2 separate regions of the Gossypium hirsutum genome follow, and region 2 is linked to region 1. Evidence: chromatin contacts called from public Hi-C data. All regions are on one chromosome and are shown on one strand. The core of a region is the stretch at or near the end of the contact, and the rest is flanking DNA. Distances in the headings are between cores, read along the strand shown. Region 1 holds the start of LOC107899435 (LOB domain-containing protein 38). Region 2 holds the start of LOC107899984.

Region 1 (7,004 bases), core at 2,892-5,391:
AATTTTTAATTCGATTTTGATGATCCAAATCAAAGGTGCTGAGTAGTTAATTAAGGTTATTGTATTAAATTGAGTTAATTTCAGATGTTGTTTTATATGTATTTGGAAAAGATATTATATGAAATTGTAATTTCACGTTATTTTTATCTTTTTTTAATAAAAGAATGACAAATTAAATTTTTTCCTCCTTTTATTATTTTTAGTTGGATTTATATTTTTTTCAAGAGAAAGAAACTAAAAATCAGGAGAAAAAATCTAATTTATCATTTTTTATTGAAAAGGGATAAAGATAATATAAAATCACAGTTTCATACAATCTATTCTCGTGTTTAAAAGGGTTAATATAGGATTATACTCTATCACTTAATAATAAGATAACATATTAATACTAGTGTAAACTAAAAAAATTTAAAATTTTAAAATTAAATACTATTAAATTTATTTAAATATAATTAAATATTAATTATGATTTTTTTGTAGGTTTTGGATTTTAAATTTCAAGTTTAAATTTGAGATTTTGGGTTTCTAATTTCAAATTTCGGGTTTGATGTTTTTATTTATTTATTTATGTTTAATTATTATAATTAATATTTATTTTTTAAATAAGGGTATTACTATTTGTTTTTAAACCCTTCAATATTTTTCTTGTTTTATACTAATAATGATATATTATCTTATCATTAATTGAAAGTATATAAAATTTATGCACTGACTATGAATCAAATATTTTTTCTAGTTTAAAATACTCATAAACTTCATCAAATATTAATTAATTAAATTGGAGAAACATTAGGTCAAGCACACAATTTCTAGCAAAGTGCAATTTCAAAATAAAATAAAGTTCAAAATAAAATTACATTTAACCATATCATTATCTTTGTCTCAATTAAATTAAAATGTCACAATTGACATTTATATTAAAGTTTTTAAATTTTAACCTTAATTATTGTAAATATTTTAACTAATTAAATTTAAAATATTTTATTCAAATTTTTTAAGATATATTTTTAAATTTTTATTAATGACAAATTTTAAAGAATAAAAAAGTCAGAATTTAAAATTTTTTACTACAAAAAGAATTGAGAACTTGACAAATTTGTTTTTCGAAAAGAGAGAATAATTTGTAAAATCATAATAACAAGATTATTATATTATGAAACATAAAAGTTTGGTTTTAATCTCAAACAACTTTATTTATATTCCTCAATTATTAAAAAGATAAAATTAAACTGGTGATTTTTGAAAGAAAAAAAAAACTTAAGGTTAATAAAACCTTAGTTGAATGATGAAGATTAAATTGAGTGGGCATAGATTTGAAGCTACTGTATTATTTTTGATATGATATTATTTTTTAAATAAATGAAGACTTGACCAATAATGGATATGAAGGATGATTTTTGATTTATTTACATTGAATACGAGAGAATGCAAGTCGAAGGCCAAAAGGAAGGCTGACATGAACCGTACCATTGACATCTGATTGGGTAAATGAGACGTAGAAATTGCGAAGTTTTGTAGGTCCCATTCTACACCGTCCCCTTGTCTCACCCTCCTCAAATAAATAAATAAAATGTAAACCATAATTCCCTGATTCTTTCGAAGTATGAGTTTCACCATCTACGTCTCTTTGCACTCTCCAAAAGCCGCCGAAAGGTCCCAAAGGCCCCATCCCATCTGTTTTCTCTATTGCCCTTCCCTAAACTCATTCATTTCCCTATCGCCACACTCTGCGCCTTTTTTCTTTTCCTTTTATGCAAATGTGAATTTGTTGTGGATAACCATCACCATGGATTTATATTTATAATAATAATAGTGAGTTCCCGTAGAGCCAGCCAGTTTTGGAATGCAATGAGTGAGCTTTGAAGAAAATTTTGGATTTATATATTTATATGGGAGAGAGGGGGATGAATTCACAGTTTATGTACACAACAACAGCAGCCAGACCAAAGACCCTAGTTTTGTTGGTTATGCCGAAACATTGTTTGCCTGCTTTAATCTTTTCCTCCAATGAAAATGGAGGCATACACTCATTGCCACGTATTTTGCCTTACAATATCAATTTTATCTTCTTACTTTTTAAGAGGAGAGGAGATGGATGGATGGGTCGATGCTTGAAACCAACTCCCTAGATTGGCTTGGAAGTTACATGTGCTGACTTCACTGATGATGAAATATATTTCGACCCTCAACTTGTAATTTGTCGGCCATCACTGGGCTGCCTATAACATTAATAAATATATGGACTTGAATGCAATGATACAAGAAATTAAATTCAAACCTTCAACCCAAATATATATATTAACACTTCCTACAGAGATCGAATTTAATATGAGCATCATAATTTATTATTAAAATTTGTGAATCACATATATATGGCCATTAAGAATGAAAACATATGTTGAAGTCTTGATTTTAATTAAAGAGTGGGTGATGATTTAGATTAGAAATAAATAGTGGGGTATACTTGATAATTTCCTGACCAATCAGAAATTCTTAAAAAACAAAACAACTAAAGCTTTGATCTCTCATCTAAGATCATAAACTGGGAAAAATATAAGTCTGATTTATTCGTGCCATGCATACAATCATGACTTAAACACAAAGATCATGAAAAGAGAAGGGTTACATAGTAGCCAAAGAAAATTGATTTTAAAGGATCACCGACAGATTCTCATTTTTCTCTCTAATTTCACAGCTTTTAACACCAAAAAATAATCCGATAAAAAGTAAAAAAAGAGAGAAATCCCATGTGCCGATAATACACAAACTCGCCGGAAAATTCATTTCCGGGGAAACACCTCCCCAGAAGTATCCAAAAATAATCTAAACCCCGGTTGCGGTGGTGGTAGCGGTAGAAATGAAGAATATTACATCGAAACTAGATCATTCCAAAAAAAAAAAAACCCTCCTCTTCAAACAAACAACTTGAGTAATTTTTTATCAGTTCCTCTGCTGCCTTGCCCTTGTTGATCTGCAAAAACACTTTCGAAGCACGTCGTCGTCACAGATTCCTCCGAGTTCATAGACGGAGTCCCTGGTCGTCGATTATCGGTAGCTCGCTTGCCTGTAAAGCTCGGGGTCAAGCCAAGATCTAGATCAGAGGGCTGTAGTTTCTTGAATTCTTCTTCGACTCTTTTACGCTTGGGTGAAACCCTGGATCTCGAATTTGAGAATCGACAGTTGGAGTTGAGATTCGTGGATGTCTCTCGCAATTTCCACATGTCCGTGCACGTGGCTTCGGACGTTTTGTCGGATGCTGGCGTCGGAGACATGAGTTCAGGCATGGAACGTAGAGATCCTCCTCGCAGGACGGTTTCCACCGCCGCTTGGCAAACGTGCCAGTTTCCGGTCCACAAAAGCCCCACGGCTCCGTTCACAGGGTTCACTGTTCTCCCACAAGCTTCGAGCAACAGCGACTGGAATAAAGCTGATCCAAAGATTAAGAAGCAATTGGAGTCAGAATTTGGTATGAGAAACAATAAGAGAAGAACAAAAAGAGAGAAAAGATAGAGGGCATGGGCATACCAGGGCGTTGAGATTCAGGAACGGCGGAAATAAAGGACATGAGACCAGCACGGCCGAAAAACTTGGCAACGAAAACAGTGGCGTAGCCTTGAGCTTCAGGGCTCTCAATCCATTGCAAACAAGGACGTAATATACAAGACTCACTGCAGCCTTTCCGTAAGACTCGGCAGCCGTTGCAACTCATGATCGGACTCAAGATTCAAGACTCAACTCAACAACTATGTAGTACTACACTTTTCCTGGCTTAGCATGAAAACCAATGTACTCTCTGAAACTTGGTTGCGCAGGCAGGGTGGCTGGCTGGTGTTAACAATGGAGAAATGGAAGAGAGAGAGAATAAGGGTGAGAAATGAGAGAGGAAGGAGGGTTTTAAAGAGGCGGGGAGGGGGGAAGGGAGACTAAACCCAGGAGTTGAGTTGAGTTAGGGGGTTGGGTTAGCGGGGAGTAGTGGGTTTAGTGTGGGAACAGTGCCTTGGGATGAGGGGAAGTGAAGAGGTTATAGATTCCAAAGTCCTGGGCATGAGCGGCCCCGTGTTTCCGCGAATGCTTGTCGCTCCACCGTTGGAAAATTTCTTTTCCCTTTTACATAAGATTCCCCTACTTCCCAGTTTTAAGTTTTCTTATATTTATTTTTTTAAAAAATAATTAACTGGTCAAATTTATTACAATTATTAACTTTATATTTCAGTCCAAATTATTAATATTTATAAAAATTTTAAAGTTAATTACTGTAATTTTCATTTTAAATTGATTTTTAAACTTTAAAGTTAAAAATGGTTTTGTACTCTTCTATATATTTTTATATAATTAATAATTTACTGTAATTCTCATTTTAAATTGGTTCTTAAACTTTAAAGTTAAAAATGATTTTGTACTCTTCTATATATTTTTGTATAATTAATGATTTAATTATTTAACTTCTGAATTTTTTGATATAATAATACTTTTCATGCATATACATTTTCAAATCGATCTGATATATTTATCATATCGATCTAAAAAGTGTATATATTAATATTTATTGAACAAATTAAAGTTTTTTAAACAGACCTTATTTTTTTATCTAAGCCTATTTTTCGAATCTAATTTTTTCTCAAACCCTCCCACATTTCGAGTGGACCTTCAAGCCGGGCCAGGTGGCCCGACCCATGAATAAGCCTAAAGTGAATCCCTCTCCATGAATTACAATATATATATTTATCATTACCTCAAGTTAATTTGTTTTTTATTTGAATATAGTGAAAAAAATTAGTTACTAAAATAGATATTTTTAAGGTTGTTTTTTAGAATAGTAGTTTAATATTCACGAGTGTCAGGTTTCTTTAAGAGTAAAGCAGTTGATTTTATTTCCAAGCCCAAGATTCTCGGAAAGTACAAAAAGTGCATCTAGTGTATATTCAAAGATCTTGACACCTACAAGTGTCGAGTTGATTGCAAAATAAACACCAGGGTATTTTCATTTAGTGATGACTATTAGCTTTTTAATTGTATTTAATAAAAGAAGACCTTAACACTCATGAATGTCGAGTTATATATAATTTGTTTGCATTTAATTTTTGACTTTTAAGGATTTTAACCTTAAAAAGTAGTGTTCAAGTCTACTTTAATTAAAATTTTATCAGTTTGGAAAACATAACTCTAATAAATGTATTCACAAGAACATAATGGGTGTTGAGTTCTTCTATATTTTAAATTTCATCATTTGGGGTTAACCTAATCTTAGTAAATTCATTCAATGGACATCGAAACACATAGATGTCGAGTTCTATATAATTTTTTTACCATGCCTATAAATAGCCTTTCCCTTCATTGATTTTTTCACACAACCAAAACTTTTTTTACATCATTGTTGAGTTTCACAAAATTTTTTGACGGAATAAGTTGGTGACTGCAAACTCACTATTGTCTTCAATCGAACATTAATTCAAATTGAGCAATTTGTGAGCATATTCAAGAAATTTTTGCCCATGTGTGTTAAGTTTGAGTGTCCAATAATAGCTTGGCTACTCATATGTAGATAGATAATAGCTCAGTAGATAAAAACTATCAGGTTCACCTTGCAGCTCAGATTATTAGCACATTCGGATTCATATTAACCTTTTCTTGGGCTTGGTACTCAAATTCAGTAAATTCACCAATATTATCATCATGATATTCTGGTTTTGGGAACACCTCAAATGAAGAAGGTTAGGTTTCTTCCTTGATTGCATTTGTAATGACCTGGTTTCCAATGGTGTCGAAAATTGTGATTTTGAGACCTTGTTTTCTATAACTCAAGTTAGTAAATATTAAATAGAGATATTTATGGAGTTACTATATAGATGAATTGAAATTCGATTAAAAAATTTAGATGAAATTGTGGTTAATTAAGGTCCATGGACTAAATTGTAAAATTCCAATCGCTATAGATTTTTAATTAGGAATGACTTAGGGACCTAGATAGTAATTATCCTATGGACTAAAATGGCTATTAAACCATTGTTTTCATATAGCCAGTGGATGGTAATGATAAACTGTTTAAGGTTAAGTTATTAATTAAAAATAGTTTAATTAAAGAATAAATTAAGATTAACTAAGGATTAATATTAGTATATAAAGAAAACACTTACTGGGAAGTTGTCATCTTCCTCCCTTAAGCCATCGAAACCATTAGAAAGAAAAAAAGAAGAAGAAAACTTTAACTTAGTTTGAACATTCGACCACTATATTTAAGTAAGTCACTAGCCATTTTTCTTGAATTTTTATGGAAACTAAATCATGAGAGCTTGATTTAGCTAGCTCATATATCAATTTTTTCAATTTTTGAAGTTTTTATAAGTTTCCATTGTTGAGAATTGGATTAATTAAGTGTGAAATTGATAGAAATTAAGTTTAGTTAATGAAAAGGACTAAATTGTAAAATCTAATTGTTAGTTTCGTAGGAACCAAATTGAATAAAATGAAAAAATATTATGAAATTTTAGTAATAATAGAAATTAGGAGGTTCCTAATGAGTATATGTGAAATTGGATTTTAATTTAAAGCTTTAGATCGAAAGTTATGCTTGTCCTAGGTTTAAGGATTAAATTGAATAAATTGTAAAATATGCTTGATATTCTATTTGATTGTGAATTGAATTAAAATTGATGTGTTATATGTTTTGTGATTATACGTAGCCAACATCGATGCAAAACCTTCGAAAAGAAAAAGAAAAACGAAAGTTGTTAATGAGTGACTCGAAAATTTGGTTTGTATTTTTATGGTTCGTGATCAATTTAGTTATTCTATATTCATGACATTTTACATTATATGGTATTGAGGTGAGTTGTCAGTGATTATTTAAATTGAATTGTTATGGTTGAGATTGAATATTGAGATAAGGACTAAATTGAATAGAATGAAAATTTCATGAATTAATTGATATATGATAATTGGTGTGAATTTGTGTTGGAATATGCTATATAATATGATGAATTGATGATAAATCAGGAATGGTTGAA
Region 2 (7,004 bases), core at 2,014-4,513, 460 kb before region 1:
GGATACTGAAAAGGGACACGAAACATTGAAGAATCGAACCAATTAGGGGAAACAGCATGATGTGGCTTAGACAACAGCTTAGGGTTAGGAGTCAGATCTCTCTCTTTTTAATTTTTGTATTTAGATAATGGGGGCTGGCTGATGTTATGATTTTGGATACATTGTCCGATCCAGCCACTACTTGCTGTCATGTTGAGCTTAGCCACACAAACTCATCGTGTCTCTTTGTGTCTTTATTTTAACATTTTGCCTTGTCTTCTTTCTGGATTTTTAGATTCGATTGTATGTAGGTCCCCATCATTTTAAGCCTATGGAAAATTGATGTCTTAATCTTGTAAGTCAAGGAGGGAAAATTACAAGACACCTACAACAAGAAGAGTTCAACTATGCTTTGCTTTTATAAACAGGCATCAATGCTAAGCTCAGCTCATCAAATCAGAATTTGCATAAGTTTCAATCCATAAAATGATCTTCCCACTCACTGCAAGTGTTAGTTAAGTTTAGCCGTTTATTTAGCTCACTTTTAAGCATCGGTAATAGGCAATATTCGGTTCGGTATTTCTCTAGATCCGATCCTGCATACAATGAGGGAAACATAAGAAGTGCATGACAGGAGCAAGTACCACTGGACCACCTCGATTGAGATATCAGCCTTGGGGTTGGTCATCAAGACAATGTTTCACCTCCTTAACCGCTTTTTGTTCCTCCTACACGAGCAAATGGCTTCTATAAAACCATGTTCTCTATTATTTGCGCTATATGCCCAAACAATATCCAACTAGAAATGCAGAAAACACGAAAGGCTCGAGTTCTGCACTGGCATGCCATAAAAAGGAGAGCAGACTGATCTCATAAAAGTACGAATGACGACTTTTGCAATGATATGATTCAAAAAGTCCACAGGTAAAGGCGTAATGAGAAAGAAATACAAAAAGTGAAAAACATCCATCTCATGTAAGGATATACAGAGCTTCGCACAACGAATGATTTTCAGCATTCAAATGCACTGCTCTGGATATAAGTTCATTTATGCTGGCAGGGCAATTAACTACCGCATAGATGCATATATCAATGTAAAACAATGACAAACCACATCAGAGGGAAGGAAATAGTAGATAATGAAAGGTCATATGACAAATTCAACAAGATCAAGCTGAAAGCTAAAATATATGCTTTATTATTACGAAAATATGTCTTCAGTTAACTACAGCAACTATAGGTAACAGGTGGAGATAATTGCTAACCTATTTCTAACGGGTAGATTCTTACAAAGTGTCAATATAATTGGATTTCTCCATGTTAAGCTGTCAAACCTCGAGGATAAATCAGAGCCATGACCTGTATACAACCTAATTGGCTTGATCCAAAACCCCCTTTGGCCTTTATACTTATTTACTTCATCCGTTCTAAAAAATGGAATAATCAAGATCAATGTTAGAGCATACTTCGTAACTGAAATAACTCAAAATTGCTCTAGCACCGGAACCTGGTTCAACTCGAACCAATGGATAGTGAGTTCCGGCTCACTCTTCTGAAGCATGCAGGCACACCTTCTCAAGTTTTGTTGGCCAATCCACCCCAAGGAGAGGGGAGTTTATTTCCATTGCAACTCGAAAGTCTAACATTGATACAGAAATGGACCCATTCTGTTTTTGAGCATATCTCAAAGGCCAAATCCCGTTCAAAGAGACTGTGGACCAATTGTGACCTTGGTCAATAAGTTTCTGTCTGGACCTTGAACCAGCCAATTCCAAACAGGGTTTTATCAATCTCTTCATGAAAACATCAAGGCTACTGTTCAACAAATTGGGACAATCTACTGACATGTTTAATCCCTCCATCTCTAACTTCTTTTCCAACCTTTTTCTCAAAGAACCGGTGTCAGGTAGTTCACCTTTGCAATGACATGTCTCAGAAGTGGATGCTAATCCGTTCCATGCCACTTTTCGCATTCCTTTAGCATCCAAAGATATGCCAAGCGGAGCTCTAACAGGACTCCTACTGCGAATGCTTGGGCTTCCTGCAACTTGATCAACTTCCTCTCCTTCTTCCAAGGACATAGGTGGTCTGCTACCCAAAGAAAGCAACTCGGTAGCACTTTGCTGTTCTTGAACTCTTGGAACTGCATCTTCACAAACAGTACCACGGCTCTTCCCATGAGGCCCTAAAGGACTTGGATGGTTGTGATCACGGAGATTTGTAGTCCTTCCCTTACGAGGGGATTGAGGAAAGTCTTTGCACATTGACTTAAGATTACTTCTTTGATACCCATTCGCCGCTTTAACACTTAAAGCACTTTCCAATTTGTTCCCTGTTGATGGATGATTCTTCGAAAGAGAAGCATTTCTAATAATCGATCTGAGGAGATGATTATGAAGACGAACATTTTCTCTCCCAATTATACCAATGCAGAGCCTATCAAACTCGGGTTTCCCAATCTTAAGACTCAAAAATCTAGTGAGCAGATTAAAGTACTTCTCAGTTTTTATAGGCCCAATCTTCCGTTCAATCTGAGATTTCAGCTCTAAAGTATCTACTAGAGAAAAATGCCGTCGACCCGGCATTTCAGTTTCCAAGTTCATCACTGTCATCCAAAATCTAAAATTTCAGCCAAAAAAAAAAATCAACTTCCAAATGAAAATCCTACTTAATTATCAATCAAAGTCACCACCAAAACCCCATGCCATTCTCTAAGATAGCAAGACGGGACCAAAAAATACTAAAATTCAAACAAAACAAACAAAACCCATATGAAAAACTGCATTAAGAATAAGTAACTTCATTTAACTAATAAATCATTCAAAAACCACAAATCAAAGAGAAACCCAGAAAGATAAATCTACAAAATTTGAAACTACCAGTCTCAAACAAAGAAACAGTAAAGCAGTAATGGTAAGCAACGGAAAAAGAAAATGTAAAATAGAAACAAAGCAAAACCCACCTGAATTAAGGAACTATATAACTAAATTCAAAGAAGTTGAACTGAATTTGCAGCAAAAAAGAAAAGCATTATTAATCAATCAGAAGCTTGTGAAAGTAGAGAGCAAAGAGATTAGGGCAATAAGCTTTGAAAGCTTCTATTGAAGTGATCATGGTCAAAGAAACATGTGCGTTTTGAAAACGGGTGTAAACTATGCTAAGTGCTAAGCTGGTGAGCTTTGGGTCGAATGTTGGATTGTCCAATCAGCGTCTCAGTTTTTGCGTAATTTAGAATTAAGCCTTCCGAATATAATGCAGTTTCCGGGAGGAAAAAGAAAATATCTATCAACAAAGGTCAAAGCTCCAACTATTTTCAATAAATCCAATTTTGACGAAAAATATTTTAACTAAAAGAAAAAAGGGATTTATTAATCAATACAATATCTAATAAGAAACAAGCTATTAAATATAAGGAATTTAAGAAAATTTATTTGATGTAATTTTTAGACAGTTAAGTAAAAAAAATACAAAAAAAAGAGAGTTATTTTTAATTTTATTTTGGAGTTAAAAAAAATATTTTTATTAATAATACTTTGACTTAATGGTAAGGTATATGTTTTGGAAATTTGGAATTTTATTATGGGTAAATTTTTACTTCAAATTTTATTATGTTTTAATTTTCATCACGTATGAATCATGTTCAAATCTATTCTAATTACAATCGAGATATATTTTAATTTAGAAATGTTGCTCAACTAATTTTTGGCCATGCTTAAGTTTGATTTTTTTAATCTTAGGTAAACCCGACCCAACTTAGTTCACTCTTCGAACATAATCATGATAGAATTTAGTGCTGTTCACCTAGTATTCCTGAAAACTAGATAAAATTATCATAGGTATAAAATTACTAACATGAACAATAAGGGCATAAGTTTCACGTACACCTACCAATAAAGGCTCATAAACATTATTCTCTAAAAAGAATGTTCTTATATTTCACGATAATATAATAGTTAAGATACTCGAAAATATATAAACAATTAATGTGAGTTATTAAATAATTAAAAATATGAAAAAAAAGACATACAATAGAATTATAAACGATGAAAATAATGTCAATATAAGAACATTTTCAATTATACAATTATACAATTATGAAAATATATAAACAATTAAAAATATGAAAAAAATACAATTATGAAAATATCAAAACATTTTCAATTCATAATCATAATCATGTACAATAGATACTTAAGGCCCCTAACTACATGTCTTGGGCTTATATAGAGTCAAATACAGAGTTAGGATTTGAATCCAATTTTGATGGTTACACGACTTAAGATGATCCACACGGGCCTGGCGATACGGGCGTGTGAACACTGGAGTTAATTTTTCAAATTTAATTGCAAGCCAGATAGTTACACAGGTCATAGACATGGCCATGTGCGAGACACGACCTGTCACACAGGCGTGTGTGAGATTGTGTGCCCTACACGGCCTCGCACACGGGCATGAGAGAAGCAAAAGAAAATCACACACGGCCTGACACGCGGTTGTGTGTGACACACGGCCATGTTTGAGGCTGTGTGACCACTAGGCTTTGAGTTTTAAATCACACACGACCTGAGGGAGTGGCACATGAGCATGTGACACAACTGTGTAGCCCAATAGGGGCCTAAACATGATCGTGTCCCTTTAAAACCCTAATTTTTCATTTTCTTTTTATTTTGTCTTCTTCCTTCTTCACTTCTTTCCCTTAACGACCACACTACCTTTACCCCATTTGACCCCCCATTATGGCCACAGTCGTCCTTGCCCCCTTTTTCTCTCACTCCCATTCACACCTCCCACCGTCGCCCAAGCCCTTCCCTTCTCATCCTAACCGCTCCTTTCTCCTTCCTTCTCCTTCACGATTCCCCCCTTTCCCCTTTCCCTTCATTTTCCTTTTTCCCTTCCCCAACCACCCCTAACCAAAACCCCCCTCCCCTCCCTCCCATCGCACCCTTCCCTCTCCACTATCCACCACTTGCCTTCCCCCTTTTCCTTTTCTTCCATGCACGATCTCCCCTTTCCCCCGTCCCTCCTCATCACTCCACCAACTCAAAACTCAGTCGTCACCGTCCCTAACCACCGCACAAACACCCTCTCGTCGGCCCACCTTCGACCACAACAGCGCACTACCCCATCGACCACCACTGCCGTTTGCCACCATCACCCATCGGTTCCTCACTGTCTATTCTTTTTCCTTTTATTATTATTATTATTATTTATTGTTATTATATTTATTTGTTTTACTATTCCTACATTTTTTGTGTTATTTTCATTATCATTTTTATTGTTCTTATTTTTAGTTTTAGTTCTAGTAAGATTTGTTTAATCAATTTTTTAATTTTTAATTTTATTATTTTTATTATTATTTATTTTCTTTAGTTTTTTCTGTTATTATGTTTAGTCTTATTTCTTTTACTGTTATTATTATTATTATTATTATTATTATTATTATTAGTTTTAGCTTTAGTTTCTCTTGATTTATTTTCATTCTGTGCTTGTGTTATTCTTCGTGTGTTGGTATGCCTACTCAAGAAATTTAGTAACTAGTTTTTGCATGGTTAAGTATTAGTACATATTATTTTAGGAGTAGATTTTCTATTTAGGTAGCTTGGATTTTGATATTCGTCATGAGAGGATTGTTAGTAACGTATTTTAATTTGCACATTGATTCATCAATCTCTCTGTTTGTTTAATTGGCGATACTTATTTTATTACTTTTTTGATATTAGACTATTTTACTTTTTTTAGGCACACCATAACGAACACACGCGGCAAATCTAAGGTCGTCATCCCTACTTCAAAAAAGTGGAAGACTCCGGGTACGACCTCGTCTTCGGGGGCTTCCGTCGATGCATGCCATCTATGTTTACGATTTTCACAGGGTCCTCAGGAGGACCTATATTAGCATCTTCGATAGTGGCCACTAGGATTAGGCCATTGTATTAATTGGGTGACCTTGGAGTAGATTCTGTTAGCTGATAGAGTCCGCGCACTGATAGCTATAGCTCCATGGGACTGATTTTTCTCTATCGTTGAGCCCACCTACTCAGAGCTTATCCTCGAGTTTTGTTCAGCATTCGTCCTTTAGCACGTGATGTCAAGCCACGATGAGCTAGGCTCTATTACTTTTAGACTCGACAGTACGACGTGTCATCTGAGCGTCCACGACTTCAGCGCTGCCCTAGGACACTATACTGAGGAGTTCGTGAGTGCCGAGGGATTTCTTACTTTATAATGACACATCCATTATTCTACGTCTCTATGCTGGACAGAGCTTACAGCAAGTACGACGTCGTATGACCAAAGTTGGTCGAAGGCGACTTCTTTTCCTCTAGCATTGCGCTATATCAATGCAATATTGGCCCACACATTGATCGGTCAAAGAGAAAACACCGAAGTCATCGATACATTTGACGCTTATTTTTTGTGGAGCATGGCCATGGGGCGCACATTCGATCTTGCCTACTTCATCGTCCTAACTTGCCTCCATCAAACAGAATGCAGTAGGAAGGGTCCTATTTACTTAGGCTCTTACGTAACTTGCCTCGCACGACACTCCGGTATCCTTGACACTCCATAGCAGTCCTCCTTCTTTACACTGGTTAGACAGATGTCTCAACAGGGGTTATCGAGTATGAGTCACATAAGGATGATCAAGCGACTGCTTGGAGTGGATTCTCCTCGATACCGATTATTTCATTCCGACCCTTAAGATGAGCAAGAAGACTTCACTGATGACGTCCCTTTCCACCACCAGGATCCATTTCATCATCCACCTCTGAGTCACTGTACTTCTACTTCTGTTGCTACCCTCGCGTACCTCTCTGAGTGGTTTACTCGTTTTGAGCAGCACTATTTTGAGTGGTTCGACAGTATTGATACTACTTTGCAATAGATCTAGTAGCACCTCCATATATCTTCTTCAGTGCCAACGTCTCACGATCTCGATGCCTTTGATGATGAAGATCATTGATTTTATTTCTCTTCTTTTCAGTTTTATTTTATCTTTATTTTAATTTTGTTTTTTGTTTTTA

Evidence for each region. A called contact is a pair of places that touch in the nucleus more often than the background predicts.
Region 2: a contact with region 1 is called in a Hi-C map of leaf, with 3 times the contacts expected there. The contact joins the promoter of LOC107899984 here to the promoter of LOC107899435 in region 1. A contact is called at or near these places in 10 of 34 Hi-C or Micro-C datasets (anther, callus, hypocotyl and 2 more).

The regions. Positions count from the first base shown.
Region 1 is chrA11:63,834,084-63,841,087 of Gossypium_hirsutum_v2.1, reverse strand. It overlaps LOC107899435 (LOB domain-containing protein 38), which reads right to left and starts at 4,141. Exons shown (of 2, transcript XM_016825154.2): 1 at 3,526-4,141; 2 at 2,544-3,427. The coding sequence starts at 3,709. The coding sequence ends at 2,913.
Region 2 is chrA11:64,295,255-64,302,258 of Gossypium_hirsutum_v2.1, reverse strand. It overlaps LOC107899984, which reads right to left and starts at 3,263. Exons shown (of 2, transcript XM_016825719.2): 1 at 2,942-3,263; 2 at 1,155-2,598. The coding sequence starts at 2,591. The coding sequence ends at 1,524.